Linked DNA regions of Mus musculus: region 2 is linked to region 1. Evidence: chromatin contacts called from public promoter capture Hi-C data. All regions are on one chromosome and are shown on one strand. Each heading gives the region's core, a stretch centred on a gene start, on an enhancer-like site or on the middle of the called end of the contact. The rest is flanking DNA. Distances are from core to core; before and after follow the strand shown. Region 1 overlaps 9530068E07Rik (RIKEN cDNA 9530068E07 gene). Region 2 overlaps Gm2a (GM2 ganglioside activator protein).

Region 1 (7,348 bases), core at 2,890-5,389:
AGCTGCAGTGACACCGCCCCGTACCCCCGCCCACCCATTAGCTTCTGCTTCCTTTAACTCGAGCACAGAAATGATCGTCATTGTGCTACCTCTGAACTGAAACTTGGAATCATCGAACCATCCAGAAGGAACACAGCACAATCAATTATGCAGATATTAAACCACACTTTTTAAAGATTTATTTATTTACTATGTAGACAGCGTTCTGCCTGCATGTATGCCTGCAGGCCAGAATAGATCACCAAATCTCCTTACTGATGGTTGTGAGCCACCATGTGGTTGCTGGGATTTGAACTTCGGACCTTCGGAAGAGCAGTCGGGTGCTCTTACCCTCTGAGCCATCTCTCCAGCTCCCTAAACCACATTTGTAAATAATATGCTACGATGCCACAGTGGACAGGGAAAGTTCACGAGGCTTCAGCCTACACAAAGAATCCAGGCAACTAAGGGATGCTGAGAGCTGAGAACGTCTGCTCAAGGGAAGAGCACACCACTTGGTTACCTAATATAAATGGTCAGCCCTGGGGCTGGTGAGATGGCTCAGTGGGTAAGAGCACCCGACTGCTCTTCCGAAGGTCCGAAGTTCAAATCCCAGCAACCACATGGTGGCTCACAACCATATGTAATGAGATCTGACTCCCTCTTCTAGAGTGTCTGAAGACAGCTACAGTGTACTTACATATAATAAAAATAAATAAATCTTTAAAAAATAAAATAAAATAAAAAAAATAAATGGTCAGCCCTGAAAGTGCACATACAAGTGACATGCATGCTAAGCAGGTTATTCTGATGAATATCTGTTTCCCCCACCCCCAGCTGTAAGAACATGGTTTAATGCTGCACCCATCAAGGCAGCCCCAGAGTCCATCAATGCAGACGCCCCTGGAGTGATGTGGGCTTCCTCAGCATCCTCCACAGGGCTAAGCTGTTACTAAGGCAGCAGCGTGACACCAGCGAGGCCTGTGGTGGGGGAGGGGCGGCCTAATCATCCTTAAACTTGCCGTTGATGGGAGGCAACCAGTCCAGGGTCAACGGCCAGTCTGAGGACCATACCAGTCCTATGGCACCCACTGTGCCCCTCACGCTGGCTGTGGGGAATCCAGTTTTTGGCCAGTTCCTGGTAGCACAGGCCTAGAAACCTCTCAGCACCGATCGCTGCAGGGTCTCAACACTCAGGATCACCCTGTTCCCCTGCCCTGGAGCACTGCAAATATATATTTCTATTCAAGAACATATATAAGTATATATTTAAGAATGTATATACATGTAACAACAATTAATGAAAAAGACCATGAATTTGAAAGAGCAAGGAGGGGTACCTAGAAGGATAAGGAGGGAGGAAATGATATATTATAATCTCAAAAATAAAAGATGAAATGAGGGCCATATGCTGTGGGAAATATCCATAATTTGTTTGGCAAAACACAAGTTACTGGAGCTGAAAAAGCGGCTCAGCAGTTGGTGAGTGCTTTTACAGAGGACCAAGTTCAGAGCCCAGCACCCACCTCAGGCACCTCACACCTATAACTCAGCCCCTGGTGGCAATGTGTTCTCACACACACACACACACACACACACACACAATTCAAAATAAGCAATAATAAATAAATAAATAAGATATTGGGCTGTTGAGATGACTCAGCAAGTAAAGACACTGTCACACAAGCATGGTGGAAAACAAGTCTACAAAACTGTCCTCTGACCTCCACACAAAGACTACGGCAAGGGCCCCACACCCACAATTACCTAAGATTTTAAAGCAAAATGTAAAATTCTATATAACGTTCAGTAAAAAACTATGGAATGTGTGTATATGTGTACCTGTGAACCAATAATACGTTTAAGGTATATTTTAATGCTCTGAGTGACAGCGTAAACTTTCCTTTTTTCCTAAAGTCTTGAGATTTCTACATTCTCTACATTAAACATGTTGCTTGGGAGGAGTGTTGTTTGTGTGTTTATAACCAGATTCCACAGAAGTAGAGTTACAGGGTACGAACAACCACGTGAGTGTGGGGAATCCAGTCCTCTGCAAAAGCAGCCCGAGCTCTCAACCACTGAGCCATTTCTCCAGCCTAGCTAATTATCTTTGACACAGTTCCAAACAGTCTAAGCTGGCCATGAGCAACAGTGACCCACCTGCCTCTACTCCCCAAGAGACAAGGTTACAAGCATGCACTACCTCTGCTTATATATAAGATCCTTTTTTTTCTTTTCTTTTTAAGGCGGGTTCTTAAAAATATAGCCCTGTCCCTCCGTACAAAGTCAAAGCTGACAAGGACTAACCCTGAATCTCTGATCCTCTGGGATTCACCGGGGCTTACAGAAGTGTTAGCATGGTCAGGTTTATGTGATGCTGGGAAATGAGCCCAGAGCTTGACGTACACTAGGGAAGAACTACCAATGGAGTCACATCCCCAGCCCAATCCTTGGTAGCCAGAAAATAACATTATTGTTAGGTCAGTTAGTGAATGCATAATAAATTAAATTAATACTCTTGCTCCACAAACATTCCCACTGAAGCATCATTACCAAATTAAGAAATACAAGCCAGGCATAGTGGCACACATCTGACCCCAGCATTTGGGAGACAGAGGCAAGTGGAGCTCTGTGAGTTCCAGCCAGCACGGTCTACAGAGTGAGTTCCAGGACAGCCAAGGCTACTTTAGTGAGGCCCTGTCTGAAAAAAAAACAACTCACTGCCTTTGATTTAGTTCATTATGAAAGAAATTCAAGTACTTTCCTAGAAGCACATGTGACATTCATTATTCCTCATTTCTCTAATTACCGGACTCATAACTTCATTAGAAATGTTAACATTTATCAGGACTTTCAAACTGACTGAAAAAATTTATACAAATGTGGCCGAGACAATGAATTACAGAAAGGGCTAAAATCCCAACTTACCTTCCTTTTGTTGTGATAGGTAACATACACAACAGCTGCACAGAAAGCAAAAATAAGGAGATGAAAAAAGAAATGGCTATCCTCCCTGTTGGGGGGCGGGAGCTTCACGACCTCCACTGAGTCCTGGAAGCCCCTGAAGCGCCTGCTCTCCTTGCTGATGGCAATGTTGATGTCTTCAGGCTCCTCATCTCTAGGGTTGGTGGTCCAGTCGTAGTCCGGCTCTCCGTAGTCGCCATTGTCCAGGGTGTCCTTGCCTGTGGCCGGGGAGCTGTTGAGAGCCAGGAGGTCCTCCTCCTCCATGCTGGGGTCCTCATTGCTGTCAGCCTCCTCCTCGGGCGCAGACGGAGCAGCAGTGGGGGTGGGCGCCGCAGAGCTGCTCCCACTTTTCTCTGCACTGGCTGGGCTAAGTGTGGTGCTGATCTGGGAAACAGAAGGGCTGGTGTGGTTTCCAGGCGCAGTCACCACAACTGGAGAAGAAACGGTAGCATTGTTTGGAGGATTCTCTGATCTATCTGAAAAACAAAAGCATCCCAACATTGCTAACCTTTACAAGAGAAAAATGGATTTACCATTTTTTTCCTGAGCATTTCTCTTCCATATAATAAATTCCTGCAGCTTTCTCTTAAGATCTAGTTAAGTTTCAATGGCTAGCAATCAATTCCATTTCTTCCTGGTCAGTTAATCTCTGGTAATAATTGTTTTGCTCAGTAATGGCCTGAACAGCCTAGCACTCAAAGAATAAACAAGCATCAGCTTTCAGGTCAGCCTCAAAGTCCACACAGCACTCACCCCACCTGCACTGTCTCCCTTTGTCAAAGACCAGAACTCAGCCGGCCCTGTCCAGGCTCTATCTCATTGCCAGAACAGAGAGGGGGGAGGCCTTGGGACACAAAACACAATTAGTACACATACATCACACACACACACACACACACACACACACACACACACACATACATACATACACACACACACACACACACTCTCTCTCTCTCTCTCTCTCTCTCTCTCTCTCTCTCTCGACACAGAATCTGGAAATAAATATAGTATACAACAGGTACTTAGAAACTTCTTTTGCCCAAATTGACTGACCCTCAAAGGAGCCCAGAACACGAGAAAGGACAGGTAAAAGCCTTCACTTTGTCCGTGTCCTGCTTCCCTCTGCAGGCTGGTATGGTAAGCAGTCAAAGTGTCTGTCTGGTCTGTGTCATCCTTCCAGCCACTGTCCTAACCCTGTCGGCACCCTGGATTCTACAAAGAACAGGCCCTCCTAGAACAGAGTCGCAATCCACCAGGGAGAGGGTGTACCCCAGCACTGGAGTACATCCCCTGAGAACTCCATGTCCCCTCCAGCAATAGGAACTTCTGACCACCTTGTAGAATCAAACCAGAGATAAGAATCCCAGACTACACCCTGACCGGATGCTCAATTATGCACCATTTGCCCCCCTCCCTGCCCCATGCTCAAAGTTCCTGTCAGGGTCTTCCTAAAAATAGGGGTTAGGGGTCACTAAACCTCTTTCTCGGTTTCTCTCTCTCCCCAAAATAGCCACATTAATTATTTGCTTTTCAGTATTCCTTGACTCTAATTTGCAACACTGGAGATAGGTAACAGTGCCTAGTTTGTTGGGGCTGCCAGAGGCTAGACTTTTACTCTTAAAAAAAATCTTGTTTCAAGCATATAACCAGTATACAAAGCTACAAACAAGCTGTAGACAGCATCTCTAAGTGATACTTGAAGACTCTTAAAATTTTTATATCACCAAAATTCTAAGGGACAAGAACCAGAAACTTGAAAGCTTAGTGACAGCAGTGTAAAGGTTGGGAAGGCAGGCCCCAGGTAAGAAACGAGGCCAAATGCTTGCACAATCTTCCAGCCCTATGCCCCTACCTCCTTAGTGAAGTTCACTGAAGTACAGCTAAAACTGTTTACAGAGTAACTCCACCTAACAGAAGAATCAATGGAGACAGTCCACAGAGGAAAGCTGCTAAACTGAACAGTGTAGTCAATCTCTGAGTAGAGGGTCTTAATTAGATAGACGTCTCCCAGAAAAACAATTTCTAACAAAGAAAACTAGGGGGCTGGAGAGATGGCTCAGCAGTTAAGAGCACTGACTGCTCTTCCAGAGGTCCTGAGTTCAATTCCCAGCAACCACATGGTGGCTCACAGCCATCTGTAATGGGATCCGATGACCACTTCTGGTGTGTCTGAAGACAGCTACAGTATACTCTTACAAATAAATCTTAGAAGGAGGAGAAGAAGAAATAGTTTATAAAGATAATAGAATTAACGATGTTGCCTGGTATAAGTGGGGCACTAGGTTTGATCCCTAGCATCAGAAAAACAAATGTTAAAAGACAGTACATTAGAGCCAGGCATAGCAACACACACCTGGTATGCTAGCAGTACACAGCTAGTTTTGAGGGCACTCTGGACTACAGGAGACCCTATTTCCAAAATAAACAACAACAAAAAAATTCGTCTCCCCCTACCTACCTTTTTGGATGGTCTCTAATGGACCTGCACTGGGAAGGGCAGAAATAAGTACACAAAACCCTCTCCTGAGCCCTGCAGATCTCTCCTCTGCTTCTCTGTTGTCGTGACAGAAATCTGATTCCCTTGCAAACACACAGGTCCTACAGCCCTTTCCTCCACAGCCGGTTTCCCTCCCACACCCTTGCACAGACAGAAGGGTCTGCTCCGCACACAATTTCCCATTCGTCCCCAGAAGGGCCACTGGTTTGGGGGCACACATCTCCCACACCTGGCAGGTCTCCTCATCAGAAGACTTTAGCTCCTAACTGCAGGGTTCTGTCTCATCCAGAGAAGACCTCCTATTTGGAACTGGTAACTGCTATTCTATTTCAAAGCCCATGACCTCTCTTCTGCTGAGTCAGCCCAACTACCCATCAGCCTCTAGCTCCACTATTACCAACTCCTTCTCATAGGTCAATGGTGTGGCCAAGCACTCGAATCCCTCTTGCGTCCATGGCTAATGGTCTCCCCACTCATATGGAGTCTCCCTCGTTTGGCAAAGGCTAAATCAAATTCTTTATCCCCAAGGGCAATAGACAGCTGCCCACAGCTGGAAACACAACCATACCACTGTTTTCATTTCATCTGAAATCCAGTGTGGAAGCTTCTACCCAGTGTGTAACTCTTAGTGGTTACGCTAATTTCCTAGTCCATTTTCCTTCCAACTCCCCGAAGCTCCCTCAAACTCCCAACACTCCCATTCGTCAGAATGTCCACAAATCACCAGAACTCTGCTCATTCAAGCCTCACTAAGCACCGCCCTCTACCACAGACCCCTCCTGCGACACACCAGGCAACCATAGACAGGAACCCCTGAAACAATGAGCAACCAACCCTGTTCCTTTAAAGTCTTCCAAGGTTCTCCATGCCAGCCACAGGGCAGTAATGGGCCAGCTGTGTGCGGCAGGTCCTGGGGTCAACCCACAACGAGAAAGAACTGACGGGGAGAATGTGGAGAAGATGCTGCTGTTTATTCTAGGCTGTAACCCTGACATGATATTGCAAGTCCATCAGGGTAATCCACACGCTACCAAGCCAGATGAGCCTAGGCTTCACACCTCACACAAAAATTAAAATAAGCATAAGTCAAGTAAAATATAAAATATTAAAGGACAAAACTAGAAAAAAAAAGGAGAAAAATATTTGCAGTCTGGAACTAGAAAAGAAGTTCTTAAATTTTACCAATAAGCCAGGCGTGGTGGCACACGCCTTTAATTCCAGCACTCGGGAGGCAGAGGCAGGCGGATTTCTGAGTTCGAGGCCAGCCTGGTCTACAGAGTGACTTCCAGGACAGCCAAGGCTATCCAGAGAAACCCTGTCTCAGGAAAAACCAAAAAAAAAAAAAAAAAAAAAAAAAAATTTTACCAATAAAGTAAAAGCACAATGCGTAAAAGGGAAAAACTCGTAACTGCTATTCTTCGAAAGAGAAACTTCTGCTCTGTCAAAGAGCCTCCCAAGATAAAAAGACCAGCTACAGTGCAAAGACTGTTTGCAAGCTCCATAAACAACAAAGGACGTGTTCCTAAAATCAAGAACCTCAAAACTCAAAAGTGAAGAAAGCAAACAATCCACGTGGAACAGAAGGACGATGGGAACAGAGTGGACCCTAAGTTCCCTCTGACCTCCACACTCACACTCGACGCCACCACCACCACCACCACCACCACCACCACACATACATACATACATACACACACACACACACACACACTAATGCCTATACCTAGCACCAAGCATAGCAAGACCTGAAGGCTTTTCACTTCAGTGCCCAGGCCTGGTTCGAGCCACCATCACCTCTGCTTTTGTAACTCATCTGCCTGCTTCTGCCCTAACCCTACTGCCCACGTTCAGCACAGCATCATGCAGAAGTGACATGAGGCCACTCCTCTACTCAAAAACTCCCTT
Region 2 (7,348 bases), core at 1,873-4,372, 2.7 Mb before region 1:
CTGGCCTTGAACCTGTAGCCATCCCCATTGTCTCTTGTTCCAGGGTATAGTGAGAACAGAAGGTTTAGCTGGGGAGATGTTCTGGCTGAGTCCCAGTATTCAACCTTACCTGAGCACGTGGTGGGCACTGATCACCAAATGTGAATGTCTCTTCTCTCTGACCAACACACCATCCTCCAGTTGTCGCTATCCAATGACAGGAACCAAAGCACTGCCATCACACTAGCTGAATGACTGTGGCACATGTCCTCGGTGGCCTTCTAAGCTATCCATTCTTAGCTGTAGAATCTTTCTGTTGGTTGCTCCTGACATACGTTTTCTCTTGTATCACAGATGATACAGTTATACATGGAAATGTAGCTAGGTACAGCAATGAATATCTGAAATAATGGTAGCCTGGAGGAAAAGGCGGGGAACTGCGAGTTCAAGGCCAGCCTGGTCTACAGATCTAGACTGCAACAATAAACAAACCGATGGAAATGGATAGGGAGATTTCTCTGAGACTGGTCTATGGTCCTTATTGCAGTTGGTTCCAAAAGCTGAATGGCCTCTCCAGACCGAGCTGGATGAGAACCCTAGAATGGGCTTCCCTCTGCCAAGCCAGCCTAACCCCACTCTTGTTCTCACTGCCTACCTGACCGAGGAGAAGCAGCCGGGACTCCCAAGCAAAAAGCCCGATTCACTGGCACATACAGAAGACTAACTATACCAGCTGCTGTGCATGCCAGCTGTCTCTCTGTGTCCCACCAAAACCAGGAAGGAAAAGGTGCACAGAGTGGTCAGCGGGAAATCAGCGCTCCCCACATGATTCCTGAGCATGGTACAGGAGGGTGCGTGTGTGTGTGTGTGTGTGTGTGTGTGTGTGTGTGTGTGTGTGTCCATCATTCACTTGGGTTTTTTTTTTTTTAAGTAGGTCTCCCACTAACTCAGCAGGTCTGCTAGGGGTCCTCCCATCTCTTCCTCCTCAGACCTAGGGTTCCGAGTATGTAGACCATCATGCCTGGGGGGTTGAATCTAGGTCCTCGTGCTTGCACAGGAAGCATGTTATCAACTGAGCCATCTCCCCAGCCTGGAAGCCGCAGTTCTCAGAATCCTTTCTTTTTTGACAGGGTTTCTCTGTCTAGCCCTGGCTGTCCTGGAACTCACTCTGTAGACCAAGCTGGCCTCGAACTCAGAAATCCGCCTGCCTCTGCCTCCCAAGTGCTGGGATTAAAGGCGTGCGCCACCACGCCCGGCTCAGAACCCTTTCAGCTCAGACATGCGAGCGACCTCTGCGTCTCAACCTTACTAGATCAGGGGGTTTCACCTTTGTGTTCTTTGTTTGGATCTTGGTGTGATAGGCTTGTATGTGGCTCAGGCTGGTCTTAAACTTGCTGTGCAGCAGACAGTGGCCATGACCTCCCAGATGCTGAGATTAATTACAGATGTGAGCCATCACCCTGGCTGGGGTTCTGCTTCTGAGAGATAAATCTGGGGATGGTACTCATTCCTCCAGACTCCACTAGTCCCAGACTGCTGCCTGAATCTTCAAATGACCGAGTACAAGAGGTACAGGCTGTCTTCTTCAAGGCCGGGAAATGGTGAAGGCAACACAGCCTGAATCCTGTGCGGAGTTGAAGCTGCTTGCCTCGGTGGCCTGCTCTGCTAACCTGAATCCATCCTGATTGTGCAGTGACCTTTCCTCTGGCCGGCCTCATCTGCTAAGAAAGTCTATTTCTCCTCAGATGAGGAACAGCCAGAGGGCCTGAGCTGGAGAGTAGCTCTGCCCCTGAGGGAGTTGGTCAAATGCCTTCAGTCTCTACTTCCTCAGTCAAGAGTGGGATGGTTTTCACAGTACTTCTGCCTTTTGTGAGGTCCCACTGAGGAAGATAGCACCTGGCCAGCACTTAGGAGCCTCAGGACACAAAACCTACTGCCAGCGGCTTCACATTCTTCTTCCCCTCATTTAGCCAAGGTCCCCAAGAGGAACTTGAAGCAGTCACCAACTAAACAGAAGTAACCAACTTACAGTTGAATGTTTATGGAGCTTCCCCCACAACTGCTCCTCCCCAGCCCAGGATCAGCACAGCATTGGAAGCCCAGGGCAGAAGTCAGTGATGTCAAAGGCTAGTCCCTAGGCAGCAGCCACAACCTGCCATTAGGGAATTAATCCTATCCATCTCAAACTTACGACCAGCAGGGCTCAGAAGTATATCCCATGTATCCTCGGCTGCAGCGCTTGTTCACCTGGCACAACTAAACCAACTCCTAAAGTCCACAGACATGCACTGTAAAGGCACTTGCTAAGGCCCTTGGCAACCCCTTCCTAACACAGGCCATTGCTCCGCCACATGGATAGAGCTGTGTCTAGATCTCACAACAATATACACTATGTTCAAACACCTAAGAATCAGCTGGGTGGCAGTGGCGTACGCCTTTAAACCCAGCACTTGGGAGGCAGAGGCAGGCAGATCTCTGAATTTGAAGCCAGCCTGGTCTACAGAATGAGTTCCAGGACAACTAAGGTTACACAGAGAAACCCTGTCTCAAGCAAATAAACAAAACAAAAAGAAGTTTAAAACCACTCAGGGCTAAGGAGATGGCTCAGTTGGTAAAGTGTCTGCCAGGCAAGCATGAGGACCTAAGCTCAGATGCCAGGATCCCAGAAAAATCTAGATGTAGTGGCTGGCACAGGCTCAGCACTGGAGAAGCAAAGTTGGGCAGACCCTGGAGCTCACTGGCCATCTTTCTAGCCAAACTGATGAACTCCAGGCACAATGGGACCCCATCTAAGGTGAAGAGAGGTTGAGGGGTGCACCTAACATTGACCTCTAGTCACCACATATATGTATATACATGTGCTCAGGCATACATACACACATGTGCACACACCCACCCACTCCAGATTCAACATTGAGAGCAGAGAATAGCATTCAGGCAACACTGGCAGACTCAGTTCAGCAGCCAGTCTCCCTTTCCAATCTGGACAAATTCTGTCCTTTTTTATCCACGGGACTTGACCTCTTCCTATTGGATAATAGCTGAAGAAAATGTACTAGATCAGCAAGGAGAAGCCATGGGCAGGGGTGGAGAGGCACTGAGATCTCTCCAGGCCTTCTAGCTCAATCACTGACAATGATTGACATGTCAACACGTGCCAGCACGAACTGGGCACATCCTGTGTGCTAGGCACTGAGTAAAGCACCATCCACATTACTGATTAACTCAGTTCTTGCTCAAGAGATGCCTAAGACTCAGAAAATTGAGCCCAACAGTACAGGGTGGTCTCCAACTGGCCGTGAGACTGAACATGACTTGACCTCCTGAATTTCCTGTACTTCTCCCTAAGTGCTATAATATACAAGCATGCATCACCAGGCTTGGCTCCCAAAATCTCTTAAATGATCTAAACGTGTTCCAGAATAGGTCTGGACCAGAAAGAGACTGCAGGGCATATAAGAACATCTTAGAAAGGTGGTGACTCTAACCAGAGAGTGAAGAGCTACAATAAACAGTGCCACAAGATGCCTTTACTATAAAATAAGAAAATATACAAAAACACATGCAAAGTTGGGCAATGGGTGGGAATAAGCTGATGTCCCCAAATAGATCTAAAAAGCAAGTGAACTGTGAAAGGATCGCTCGCCCTCATGAGGGATGACATTAGAGACTGGCCAAGACTCGGACTCTTAGTGTCAAAAATTGTGTGGGGAAGAAAACACAGCTGTCAGTGTAGGTGTAAACCTGGTTGGCTGTTTGGAGACATTTGGGCATTGATTATCAAAAGAGCTTTAAAAGCGTGCATCTGAGCCAGCGGGCTGCCTCAGCAGGACAAGGTGCTTGCCTTGTAAGCCTGGCGATCCGAGTTCCTGCCCCAGAACCCAACAAAAAGGTGGAAGGAGAGAACCAACTCTACAACTTGTCCCTGTTCCCTGTGTCGTGTGGGCCTCACCCCACATCTCCATATGCAGACACAAGAATAATAAATAAAAACATTTAATGTGAAGGTACATAGTCAGGAGAGTATGAATAGATCATTATTATACGGACAAATTCTAGCCCGCATGGCGTCTCCCAAATTAATCACGCTGTCTCATTAGAACAATGAGTGAAGATTCTGGGAGGATCCGTAACAGCCAACAATGAGCAGCTCCTAAGGAATTAGGCTAGGAGAAGACATTTAATAGAAGCTATTCATGGTGGCACACGCCTGTAATCCCAGTCCTCGGGAGGTGATGGCAGAAGGAGCAGAAGTTCAAGGCTATCCTTAGGTACTTACATTAAGTTGTGGGGCAGCCTAAACTACCTAAGGAAGGCCCTGGCTCAAAAGAACAGAAACAAAGTTGGGGATGTGGTTTTGGCAGAGTGCTCACCTAATATGCATGAGAGGCCCCGGGGTCCATTCCAGGTGTGGTAGTACCCCTGTGATCTGAGTACTCAAGAAGTGGAGGCCAGAGAGCCAGGAGCTCACAGCAAGTTCAAGGCCAGCTAAGGCTACATAAAGCCCTCCCTCAAAACATACATACAAAGCACTGCTTGTTTTCATATGTATTTTTTAAAAAATAAATGCATGCAGTATGGATAAAGGAAACAGCATTGTTCATTCAGCTCTGAGAGTCCACATTGTGGCGGCTCATGCCCACAACCAAACTGCGGCAGGCAGGCCTACCACAAGTTCAAGGCCAGCATAGGCTACAGAGTGAGACCCTGTCTCAAAACAAAAGAAAATAGCCTTATGTCCCTGGCTACTGGCTATACATCAAAACAACACAGAGGAGTCCATGGTGAACACTGGGCCGCCATATCCAAGTGCATGAATGGGTGAATCCCAGCTGACCTGGGTTTCCCTTCCATCCCCTGACCCTGAGACTCTATGAACCCGGGAAAGTCTGTGGTAAGTCTGCAAAGTCTGAAGTCTTTCACAATCTATGAGCATGAGTTTCCATGGCGCCTGCTGGCTGCCCACTCCCCGTCCATCGTCCACACAGCCTGGGGCTTACCTTCTGAGGAGCAGTGAGGGGAACGCTGGTCTTGCCCTCAAGGCTGACGACTACATCTCCAGGAACCACAATGGGGTCAGGTTGGATCGTGAGGCTTTTGATCACTGCAGGGTCCTTTCCTTCATCACAGTTATCCCAGGAGAAGCCACCAAGTTGGGAAAGCTAGGGACAACGAGACAGCAAGGAGAGAAGTGGAGGAAAAGAAATGTTTCAGCATACAAGAGTTGGAGGGAGGCCTGCCCATTCCCCTCTGAGCTCCATGGTAACAGTCACACTTGTCTGACCCATTCTTCAGGCAAAATGCCAAAGTGCAGGGCCTAGGCCCATTATATCAGACCTTGAACTTTAAAACTAAGGGGGTTGGGATGTCGCTCCGTTGGTGGAATGTCTACCTGGCATATTGGAAACCTTAGGCTCTATCCTTGGCATGACACAAACCCAGTGTGGTGGCAGGGGCAACACTTGGGAGGTAGAACATCAGGAATTCATGGTCATCTTCAACTACATAGCCCATGTCAGGCCAGTCTAGATACACAAGACCCTGTTCTGGGGCAGGGCAGGAGAGAGAGAGAGAGAGACTTAGCTAGCTGTATGGGTGCAAGCCCATAATGTAAACACTCAAGGGAAGATGTGGTCATTCTAAACCAGCCTAGGCTACAAAAGAAGGGAGGGAGGGAGGGAGGGAGGAAGGGAGGGAGGGAGAGAGGAATCACCCCTAGCTAAGGAAGTATTGGCAGTGGTGGCTACAGAGAGGAGGAGTCATTATACCTTGGGGGCTTGTGATACTCATAGATAGCCATGTCCTAACCCATGCACATATGAGAAGCAATAATTGGACTCAGTGGGTTATTAAGAGAAGATAAAAATGGCAGGCAGGTGCGCTGGATTGAAAGGGAATGTGGGATTGGATACGATACAGATACATTGTATACAAGTCAATGAATACAGAAAATACTCTATTTAATAATGGTATTAGCCTCATTTAGCTTTGAGGGTACCTTCTCTGAGCTCTGACCCTGCCACCCATTTCTCTCCAGCTAGCTTTGGGAGGTCACCACAAGACAAGCTGCTGAAAGTCACCCTTGTATTCCATGCCCATGAGCCTGATTATGCCCCACCCCTTGTCCAATCCTAGGTCGGCAACAAGGGGGAACAAGGAGAAAGAACACAAGGAGAAACAACAGTAACCCAAGCCTCAGCGTCCAGGGAACAAGACCCACAGGACAAGATCTACAGGAGGTCCCTCAGTGACGAGCAATGACTTTCTCACCTTACACCCACATTCTTACTCCCCTGTCGTGAACCACACCATAGGCACAACCTGAGTCACCCACCACTCCTCTGCAGAGGAACTTCTCAAATCTTCCTCCACGTGACCTAGATCCAACAAATGTGACCACCAGCCCCCAGAACCTTAGGATCTGGGATTCATTCTACACCTCTGTCTGTCTGTTTGTCTGCCTGTCTGCCTGTCTCTCCCTCTCAAAACACACTCACATGCCCCACCCCCAAAACCCCCTACAAAGACACTTAGCACTGCCATTATCCACACACAGCCTTAGAAAATCTGCCAGCCTGGCCTCCATCTTAACCCATTCATAACCATCCGGACCCAGAGAACACCTGATCCGTGCTAGACCACAGCTTCTCTCTGCCAAGCCTTGGAATTATGACACAAGAAGCTGTGTGTGTGACCCTATGGCCAGAGGCAATGTATGTGACCCTTATGACACAAGGCCTGGCACTGCCTTGGGTCAAAAGTTTTAAGGTGGGTTCCAAGCACGTACACTTGCGGCTCAGCTCCAAGTTGAGTTGAGGAGACAAGAGTAAGAGCCCCTCTGTCCTATGGGAAAGGAACACAGAGTCAGTCACCTATATGATCTACTACAGCACTAAAGGAGCCAGGCATGCTGACATACACCAGTCATCCCAGCACTAGGGAGGCTGAGGCAGGAGGATCTCAAGCTTGAAGGCAGCCTGGGCTACATAGTGAGACCCTGTCTTCAAAAAAGAACAAAAGGCAATCTAAGACCAGCAAGACCAGCACAGGGCACATGCCTGTAATCCCAGCACTCGGCTCTGATGTTCAAACTCATCCTCAAACACACAGTGAGCTCATAACCAGCCTGGGATGGAAAACAAGCATCCCAGGGACCTGGGACAGGTATGGCTTTGGAGTGCCAGGCAGGAAGCCTAGGTTCCAGTCAAACAGACCTGGGTTGGAATCCCAGCCTGGAACACATACAATTGGAGTCCTGATTTCTGATTTCCACATCTTTTAAGTAGAGGCATTTTATATCTTCCTCCCAGAACTGTTGCAAGGTGAGAACACGTATGTGACAACTCATGACATTGTGTCAGACACAAAG

Evidence for each region. Promoter capture Hi-C pulls out the DNA fragments that hold promoters and counts their contacts.
Region 2: a promoter capture Hi-C map of liver shows a contact between it and region 1, with 6 times the contacts expected there. The contact joins two enhancer-like sites. A contact is called at or near these places in 2 of 39 promoter capture datasets (both in liver).

The regions. Positions count from the first base shown.
Region 1 is chr11:52,399,117-52,406,464 of GRCm38.p6, reverse strand. It overlaps 9530068E07Rik (RIKEN cDNA 9530068E07 gene), which reads right to left. Exons shown (of 3, transcript NM_153117.2): 2 at 2,908-3,419. Among named protein-coding and RNA genes, the nearest start is that of 9530068E07Rik, 6.4 kb to the right of the region's middle. Within about 2 kb of position 4,139, at least 19 of the 459 cell types and tissues checked have an H3K27ac peak or open chromatin away from gene starts, as enhancers often do. A contact at or near this core is called in liver, where this site is marked.
Region 2 is chr11:55,101,380-55,108,727 of GRCm38.p6, reverse strand. Gm2a (GM2 ganglioside activator protein) reads right to left here. Exons shown (of 4, transcript NM_010299.3): 2 at 4,980-5,141. Among named protein-coding and RNA genes, the nearest start is that of Gm2a, 7.1 kb to the right of the region's middle. Within about 2 kb of position 3,122, at least 53 of the 459 cell types and tissues checked have an H3K27ac peak or open chromatin away from gene starts, as enhancers often do. A contact at or near this core is called in liver, where this site is marked.